Regions from separate parts of the Mus musculus genome. Here region 2 is linked to region 1. The links are chromatin contacts, called in public Micro-C maps. All regions are on one chromosome and are shown on one strand. The core of a region is the stretch at or near the end of the contact, and the rest is flanking DNA. Distances in the headings are between cores, read along the strand shown. Region 1 has its middle 27 kb from the start of Inpp4a. Region 2 overlaps Inpp4a (inositol polyphosphate-4-phosphatase, type I).

The links. A called contact is a pair of places that touch in the nucleus more often than the background predicts.
Region 2: a contact with region 1 is called in a Micro-C map of the AtT-20 cell line, with 3 times the contacts expected there. The contact joins two enhancer-like sites. A contact is called at or near these places in 1 of 15 datasets of contacts at CTCF or cohesin (large pre-B cells), 17 of 484 Hi-C or Micro-C datasets (the AtT-20 cell line, CD4 T cells, CD8 T cells and 12 more), 3 of 115 datasets of contacts at active chromatin or transcription factors (bone marrow-derived macrophages, embryonic stem cells and hepatocytes) and 4 of 9 other capture datasets (adipose tissue, liver, macrophages and 1 more).

The regions. Positions count from the first base shown.
Region 1 is chr1:37,271,143-37,275,376 of GRCm38.p6, reverse strand. No RefSeq gene overlaps it. Among named protein-coding and RNA genes, the nearest start is that of Inpp4a, 27 kb to the left of the region's middle. Within about 2 kb of position 1,941, at least 6 of the 459 cell types and tissues checked have an H3K27ac peak or open chromatin away from gene starts, as enhancers often do. A contact at or near this core is called in the AtT-20 cell line and pancreatic islet, where this site is marked.
Region 2 is chr1:37,348,981-37,353,214 of GRCm38.p6, reverse strand. All of the region lies in intron 1 of Inpp4a (inositol polyphosphate-4-phosphatase, type I), which reads right to left. Among named protein-coding and RNA genes, the nearest start is that of 4930439A04Rik, 17 kb to the right of the region's middle. Within about 2 kb of position 2,009, at least 55 of the 459 cell types and tissues checked have an H3K27ac peak or open chromatin away from gene starts, as enhancers often do. A contact at or near this core is called in the AtT-20 cell line and pancreatic islet, where this site is marked.

The DNA of each region.
Region 1 (4,234 bases), core at 692-3,191:
CGGGGAGATTATCAAGAGTCTGACATCAGTTTCAGCAATGTTGGGAGTTTGTGGCCAAATAGCAGGGGACTCTCTGTGCAGTTCAGCTGCATGGGAAGTAGGCTGGGTTGTCAAGGTGACCACAGGTACTAATGAGCTTTGTGCTTGTTTTAAGTGTCTGGGAGGGGCTCCCAGGTGTTCAGCGTCCTCAGTGTGATGTTCTGTCTACACAACAATCTCAAAGGCATTGGCAGTGAACCCTTAGCATCAGCCACTTCACGTCCTGTTTCTTCCGGGCATGATCATGTTTTTAATGTTGGGGAACACTGGGTCGGAGCAACCTTAGGCATAGGCCCATTGGCCACCGGAGTCAATGACGGGAGTCCAATGAGCTTGGACTTCTCAGTGCCAAAAACTATAAGAAAAAGAGCGAAGATAAAGGTTAAGAAGAGCAATAACACATTTGTAGTGGTTTGTATATGCTCGGCCAGGGAGTGGAACTATTAGAGGGTGTGGCCCTGTTGGAGTAGGTGAGGCCTTGTTGGAGTGGGTGTGGCCTTGTTAGAGTGGTGTGGTCTTGTTGGATTGGAATTGGCACTGTGGGTGTGGGCTTTAAGACCCTCAGCTACCTGGAAGTCAGTATTCTGCTAGCAACCTTCAGATGAAGATGTAGAACTCTCAACTCCTCCTGCACCTTGCCTACCTAGGCACTGCCATGCTCCCCACCTTCATGATAATGGCCTGAACCTCTAAACCTGTAAGCCAGCCTCAATTAATTGTCCTTTATAAGTCTTGCCTTGGCCGTGGTGTCTGTTCACAGCAGTAAAACCCTAGCAAGACAACACTAAAAAGGTGATACTTGCCCAGCTGCCTGGGGCAGGCTATCAACATGGTGAGCTGATGGAATGTTCTCTTTGGCTGCAGAAGAGTGGATGGACACTCAGTGCTGTCCAGAGGACAGGAGGCTCTTTACTCCTGGGCTCCTCTTCAATGGATCTGGCCAACCTTAGATAGGACAATACAAGGAGAAAATACTGTCTATTCACACTTAGTTGGATCTGTAGGAGGGACAAGCAAAGATGTTGTTTCCTGTAGTTCCATTCAGCAAAGCATCCTGGACTCAGGCTCTGGAGCTGTTGTGGGTTAGTGGTGTTGCAGCCAACAGCTGACCTCAGGGCCATTGCAACTGTTTGTCCCTGGTACAGGCCAAGGGATCTCAGGTCAGCCAGTTCCCAAGGCTCCTGTAGTTGTGCTGGCTGCCTGGGATCCTACCAGTAGAAAAGAGAGGTGGTTAGAAGGGGGGAGGGGTGCCCATGGTAGATCACACCTGTATTTAGCATTCAGGAGGCTGAGGCAGGAGGTTGGAGGTCAGCCTGGCCTGTACAGATATTATGTCTTACAGTTCTTGGGACTGAGAAGTCCAAGCTCCAGGTCATTGACTCTGGTAGCCAATGGGCCTATGACTAAGGTTGCCCTGACCCAGTGTTCCCCAATATTGAAAACATGATCAGGAGGAAACAGGACCTGAAGTGGCTGTTGCTAGGTGTTCACTGCCAGCACCTTTGAGATTGTCATGTAGTCAGAACATCACACTGAGGACACTGAGCACCTGGGAGCCCCTCCCAGACACTTAAAACAAGCACAAAGCCCATTAGTTAGTACCTGTAGTCACCTTGACAACTGAGCCTACTTCCCCATGCAGCTCCAGAACTCCCTGGGGGCTGGTGAACTGAACTGCACAGAGACAATCTCCTGCTATTTGGCCTCGAACTCACTATGTTGCTGAAATTGATGTCATACTCTTGAAAACACAGATGAAAGCCATCAAGCTTACCCAGGACTTGTTCTGGTTGGCCACTGCATATCATCCAGGATGTCATCGAGAACAGCATAGACAGCGTTCCCTCCAGTAGCGCTGACTGCTCAGTCTCTGGCTCGGAGCCGGAGGAAAAGTTAGCCTCTTTAGTGACCATATTTGTTCAGGGATATCACGCATGGTTGCTCTAGTTTGGCACCTCCACCAAAGCACACCCGTGAAAGGATTGTTCTGTTTTGATTACGCTAATCTCCCAGCAGATGGCAGGAGAAGATCTCGTTCTAATAAGTGATTCTAAGCGATTTGACAATTTTCACCAGGAGCTGAGAGTCTTACCTGGACAGAGTGGTTGTGTATTAGCCCCTTCCCCACAGCAATACAGTCAGGGGTTCTTCTTCAAAATATTAATCTATTTTTATGTTATGTATATTGCTGTTTTGCCTGCGCGAACGTGTGTGTCTGATACCCATAGAGACCAGACCAGGGCGCTAGATCCCCTGCAACTGGAGTTACAGATCACTGGGAACCACCAAGTGGGTGCTAGGAATTGACTCCAGTTCCTCTGACGGTTTTCAGGCACGTGTGTCTTGCCATTCCTTTGTCTATGGACATGATAGCTCATTTTGCTTGTTTATTTGTTTGTTTGCAACATTGAAAATCTTAAGGAATTTTACACTCGTTGAGACATTAAAGTTATTCAGTAGCAACTGGAACAAGAGCTCAGAAATGGAGTATATCATTTTGAGGCATTGCTGCAGCAGTATGGGGGAGCTGAGCCGTGGCATCTAATTCAGAACCGAACCCCCACAACCTCCCACCTCCCACCCCTGTCTTGGGGAGAGAGAGGTGGCTCAGAAGTTAAGAGCATTTGTAACTTAGAATCACTTTGTAGCGCGAGATCCTCTACTGCCATCTGCTGGTAGGTTGGCATAATCAAGGCAACGGAACAATCCTTTCACTCTGAACCAACACGGTCTGCAAAGAAAGGCTAACTTTTCCTGTGGCTCTGAGCTAAAGACTGAACAGTCTGCACCACTGGTGGGGACTCTGTCTATGCTGCTCCTAATGACATCCTGGACTATACGCAGTGACCAATCAGAAGATCTCCTGGGTAAGCTTGATGCATCTACTGTTCCCCTTAGATGGAGCACTTCTGTAGGGGATGAGTCCTTGGTATGGTTAACAGGACTGACTTCATTGTATAAAGCAGAGTCACAAACATCACAATAGTGTGCTGAAGATTCGTCCCGAGGGATCGTATGCTTGATTTTACTCCTCATGGATGACGATTCTGAGTGTACTTGTCACGGGAAGCCACTGCTCAGTTGAAGGCTACAGTTTCCATTTTCCTCTTCCCATCCAACCCCCGTGCCTCCATCCTGAAACTAGATGTTCACTAGCAGGAAGATGGACATCTCTTAGCCGATATGACGAAGCAGCAGTACCTCCCCAGCCCTTGGGCTCTTTTGGCAGCTGCAGAGCTCAGACATCAAGAAGAAGACAAAAAGGAAAACCAACACTCTCAACTAACCCTGACCCCAGATAGCTCCCAGAGACCAAGCCACCAATCAGAAGCATACACAGGCTGGTCCGAGGCCCCTGGCACTTAAATAGCAGAGGTCTGCCTGGTCTGGCCTCAGTGGGAGAAGATGGGCTTAGTCTTCTTGAGGCCTCAGGGAAGGGTGAGGTTTGGTAGTGGGGAGCACCCTCTTGGAGGCAAAGGGGAGGAGGAATGGCACGAGGAACTATGGGAGGAGGGAGGAGGGATTGGGAGGGGGTGATGACGGGAATGTAAATAAATAATTTTAAAAATAAAAGTAAAAGAGGACAAAAAAAAATAGTAGTGCAGGTCATACTGCACCAGGTCTGTGCCAACCAGGAGCATCCTCCCTGCGGGGAGGCAGAGTAAGAAACCTACTGCATCTGCCACCCAGTGTTGGGATCCATTTATCCCAGCAGCCAGCACCTTCTGCATAGATGTAATTTACTCTTCACTAATGCAGTCTGTCTGCTGGCAGCCAGCTAGTGATGCCAAGGACAGAGACTTTAGCAACCTCTGTGAAGGAAAAGTGTTTTAGGCAAGATTGTCTAGAGTAACTGAACTGATAGAATATAACACACACACACACACACACACTGGCTAGTCTAACCGTGGCTATCTGCGTGCTGCAACTGAACTAATAGAATATATAATATACTAATACACACGCACAGGCTGGCTAGTCTAACAGTGGTTGCATGCCACAGAGGCCAAGAGCCTCTCAGAGTTCTCCTAATCTGGGACTAAAGTCCTGGAAGCTCCCTGGAGAGCTGCTGGTACTCAGTCCATATTGGAAAGGTAGAAGCTGGAGTCTGATGCTCAGAGGATGGTGGTGGCAGCAGAGGCAGCACAGTCAACAGGATAGATGCACATACCAGCTAGAATGGAAGGCAGTCAGG
Region 2 (4,234 bases), core at 760-3,259, 78 kb before region 1:
CCCCCTCCCCCCCCCCCCCCCCGCTCTATGGAATTAAAGCAGAACTGCATCCAGATGTCTAGGAGGAGCGGCTGGAATCTCAGGTGGGTCCCGACCCTCACCTTCTACGAGGTGATGACCACAGCCAACAACTGTACTGTGATGACGGACACTCAGTAGGAATCACGGCTCTCATGCAATCAGCACCGTTTTGCTCAGAGAACTGATTTCTATGGAACAAAGTATAAAGCTCTAACTCAGTGTAGCCATGCTACAAAGCAGTTCAGCATGGTTAGTGTGTGGAAAACAGGGGTCGGGGGTGTGGGGGTGAGGGTGGGGGTGAGGGGGAAATCGCTTTAGAAATCAAGCATAAGTAGAACAAAATGCTGACAATCAATGTACATCCCTTGTCACCCATGGCACAAACAACTTCACCCAAACTCACACACATGCACACGCATACACACACATATACACACCAATGCACACACATGCGCGTGTATGCGCACATGCGCGTGTATGCGCGCGTGCGCGCACACACACACACACACACACATACACACACATTCTCATGGAGTCATTCAATTATTTACCTCCTGCTTCCCATTTCCTGTTTTCTGCTAATAACTATAAATATATAATTTAAGTAGCATGACTTGCAAATGTAATGACTATGGTAACTGAGATAAGATGGTGCCTGAACCCAGATGCATATGAGACCAGTTGCTTTATGGACTGCAGTGAAACTCAGTGGTCAATGGATGGTATTACCAGATGGACCCTTAGAAGACAGGCTCCGTCCTCACAGATAGGACTGGTGCCCTACAGGTGGGCTAAATGTACCTAACCTTTCACACTTCTGTATTCCACAGTGTGAGGGCATAAGAAGGCCCTCACCAGATACCAAGTGCTGTCACTCCAATTGTAGAATTCAGAACATAAGAAATGATATTTATGAATTGCCTAGTCTTGGGTACTTGAGAAGGTACTTGAAATGCTATCTCACAGCGTAGGATGGTCTTGGCTGCTTCAGCTCTCTGCACTCCAGCCCTCCCTCTTTCCCACCTCAGTCAATGGCACCTCTCCCTCTTCTCCCTCTGGGCATCCAAGAAACCTGTTAGCTTCCTCCTCTCACATGCTCATCCAGTCCATCACAGCCTCATCCTGCTCAGCTGCTCACGCCCCAGGACTTGGAGTTCTCACTGCACTGTCTGTCAACAGTGAATGCCAGGTACCCCACCCCTACCCCCACCCCATAACCTCCTTTACAAGCCATTTACCCAGCACAGCCCTCTCTATGGCTACAACTCTTGGGATGACAGCAGGCCTCCATAGGAAGGCCTTCAGGAACAGCTCAGTCAAGAACACTTCCCAGGTAAACCGTGACCCCGCAGGAGACTTTCCATAGGAAGCAGCTTGAAAATAAGATGCCCTGGGGAAAGTGCTTTAAGTCATTTATGCTGAGCTAACACGGTGGCATGATTTCAGAGTAGCCTGAAATCCCAGCTACTGTTCAGCCTGAAGCAGGGGGATGGAGAGTTTGGGTCCAGCTGGGTCTAGAGAGTGAGTTTGTGGCCAGTTTAGACAACTTAGCAAGACCCTGTTTCAAAAGAAAAACAAAGGGCTAAGGATATCACTTGAGGTTAAGCACTTGCTAGCATGTGAAGGCTCTGAGCTACGCCACTGAATAGAATACCACCAGCACATGCTGAGCAGCACAGGGCCAGACACCTAGTCTGGGTGCCTGGGAGGTGTGCTAATGTTGACAGACACTGTAATGCTGGAGGAATGCCAGGGCCAACTGTGGGGCAGTGGAAAGTCCTTAAACTTCACACTCGCCCACTTTTTCAAACACCTACCCTTTCTTGCTTCTGTGCCTCATGCTATTTCTTTTCCACAAACTAGCAGTCGCTGCACTGAGAAGGCGAGGGTCCCTTATGAACATGCCCTGGGAGCACACAGGTTAACAGAGAGGCTTCACGGGAAGCTATGTCACACCAGATAAAAACACAAAACAAACAAGCTCACAGCCAGGCTGGTGTTGGGCAAACATCTAAACCCCTTCCCTGTCTGAGGGCTAGTCTGCTCCTTTCCAGACAGAGCAGCCCATTCTCTGGGTGCCAGCACAAGGACTGTGGAGGCTGCTTCCTGGAGCCAATCAGCACAGTTCTCACACATTCATTCCCACCCACTCAGCTCCAGTTGTCAGTTATCACCACATGTCTTTCCGAGCACTGGGAAGATAATGGACACACTGTGTAGAACCTAATGTGCCATGACAATGTCCACCATTGTGAGTGCTGTTCTCGATCCTAATGCCAATGACTGAAGAGTCTCATTCTCTCACTCTTGTTAGCTCAGCCACTTGACACTCACACATTAACTGAAAGCTTCCTGGTACTTTAGCTGGTAAAACTTTAATGCCACACAATTTTCCAGCTATGCATACAAAAATGGGAACCAGCCAATATTAATCTTTATGAACTCTCACACACCAGTTGAGACATGCAGCTTCCAGATAGCTAAGAGGCAAAGAGAAGAGGACAGTGGCTTCTCTGTGACTCAGGACATCTGAGTGAGGGGCCAACCAGCCAATGAGAAAGGTAGCATTTTCTCACTCGGGTTCCAGGAGACACAGCTAGAAGACTTTAGAGCATGAAGCTAGCCTGATCCCTCTGTGGCTAGGTAGGATGCTCCCTTCCTTTTTCTTTCAACAAAACTCAAAGCAAGGAGCCTGTCTTGGTAACAGATTCTACCTCTACCTGTCTAGAGCTGGACCTCTAGACACCAGGGTATCCTCTATCCCAAGCTCTGCTTCTCGTCTCCTTCCCCTAGGGTGCGGCAAATCCACAGCTGCCTCCTAGAGCAGCAGTACAAGAGGGGGCACCCCCTAAGGGCATTAGCACACCCCGAGCCAACAATGCCCCTTGCCTTGCCCTGACAGTTCATGTCCTTGTCTCATCTCTCTGCCACCCCAATATCTATGTTACCTTCCGGTCAGCACTCAGTAGCCATGTCAATGGTGAGACCCACTGCATGGTACCACAGCATTTGTGGTCATGTAAATCTTATCCTACGTAATAGTCATTGTCTATTACAAGCTGCAATTATGTCTTGTTATTGGTTATTGTTTCTTTCTTTGCCTGAATTATGAAAGTCAAATTTTATCATGAATATATGTGTCTAGGAGAAACCAAGATATCTAAGGTTTGGTACTTCCCATGGTTTGAAGTTTCCATGAGGACTGTCCATAGTAAGACTGTATTCCTAATGATAAGAGAAAACTACTAGCTAAAGCCAGAACGCCGCACTGCAGGAAGGAGGCCCAACATGGACGAACTTCAGCAGAGGGCACATCTGTCATAGCTAGTAGGCTGACAGAACACTGGAGCAGGAGCATGTGTGCGCTAATGCCAGCAGTACAGATGACTTTCTCAGCTCCCTCTGCAGATGAGCTACCCACATGACAGTACACATGGCAATCCCCAACCTTTAGCTCTCCAGTGCTACCCATCCCCCAGATGCTGGCTGTATGGATTCTCCCAGCTCTCTTAGGGGATGGGAAATTCCCCAGCCTCAGAGGGAGCCTGGCTAGGGGGGGGCTGGGAACAAATGGTAGCCGCTGGAATTCCCATACTAACCATGAGCTTAGGCTTAGGCAAGTTTTTGCCAGGGTTGGAAGGTGGTTAGAGAGACTCACCTGAATTCATTATGACTTTTAGTAGCTAAATAGGAATCTCCTTACTGCGTGACTTTAAAGAAATAAAGCCAGATAACTCCAAGACTCCAAGTTGGGTTTTCCAGACAGCAAGATGCTGGATTGTCAGTCAGAGAATCCCAAACAGCTTGTACATCAGCCTACTGTTTGTGTTTGTTGTTAGTGTTTGACTAAAAATCAGGATAGCAAAGCAAAACAATCTGAGTTGCTATAATTAAAATGCAGCCCTAAAACTGTTGGTCACCTCCTACCCCTACTCTTCTTTAAAGGAGCTCTATGCTGTAGCCACTGGAAGTAGCAAGCTCAAGATGTTGCCTGCTGACTCCTTTCTGGTGTGAAGAGTAGCCATCATTTCTCCCTCCACCTGCTCAGGGCGTAATGAGTGCTCCCTGCCCCTGAGTGCTCCTTGGCAAGGCATGTAAAGGACAAGAGGAAAGGTTACACAGCTGGACCAAGATGTGCCGGGCCTGTGGTCCCTTCTGGCTGCTCTCTTCCAGTCTCCATGGAGACGTACAGCTTCCGTAGGGAGCTCTGGTG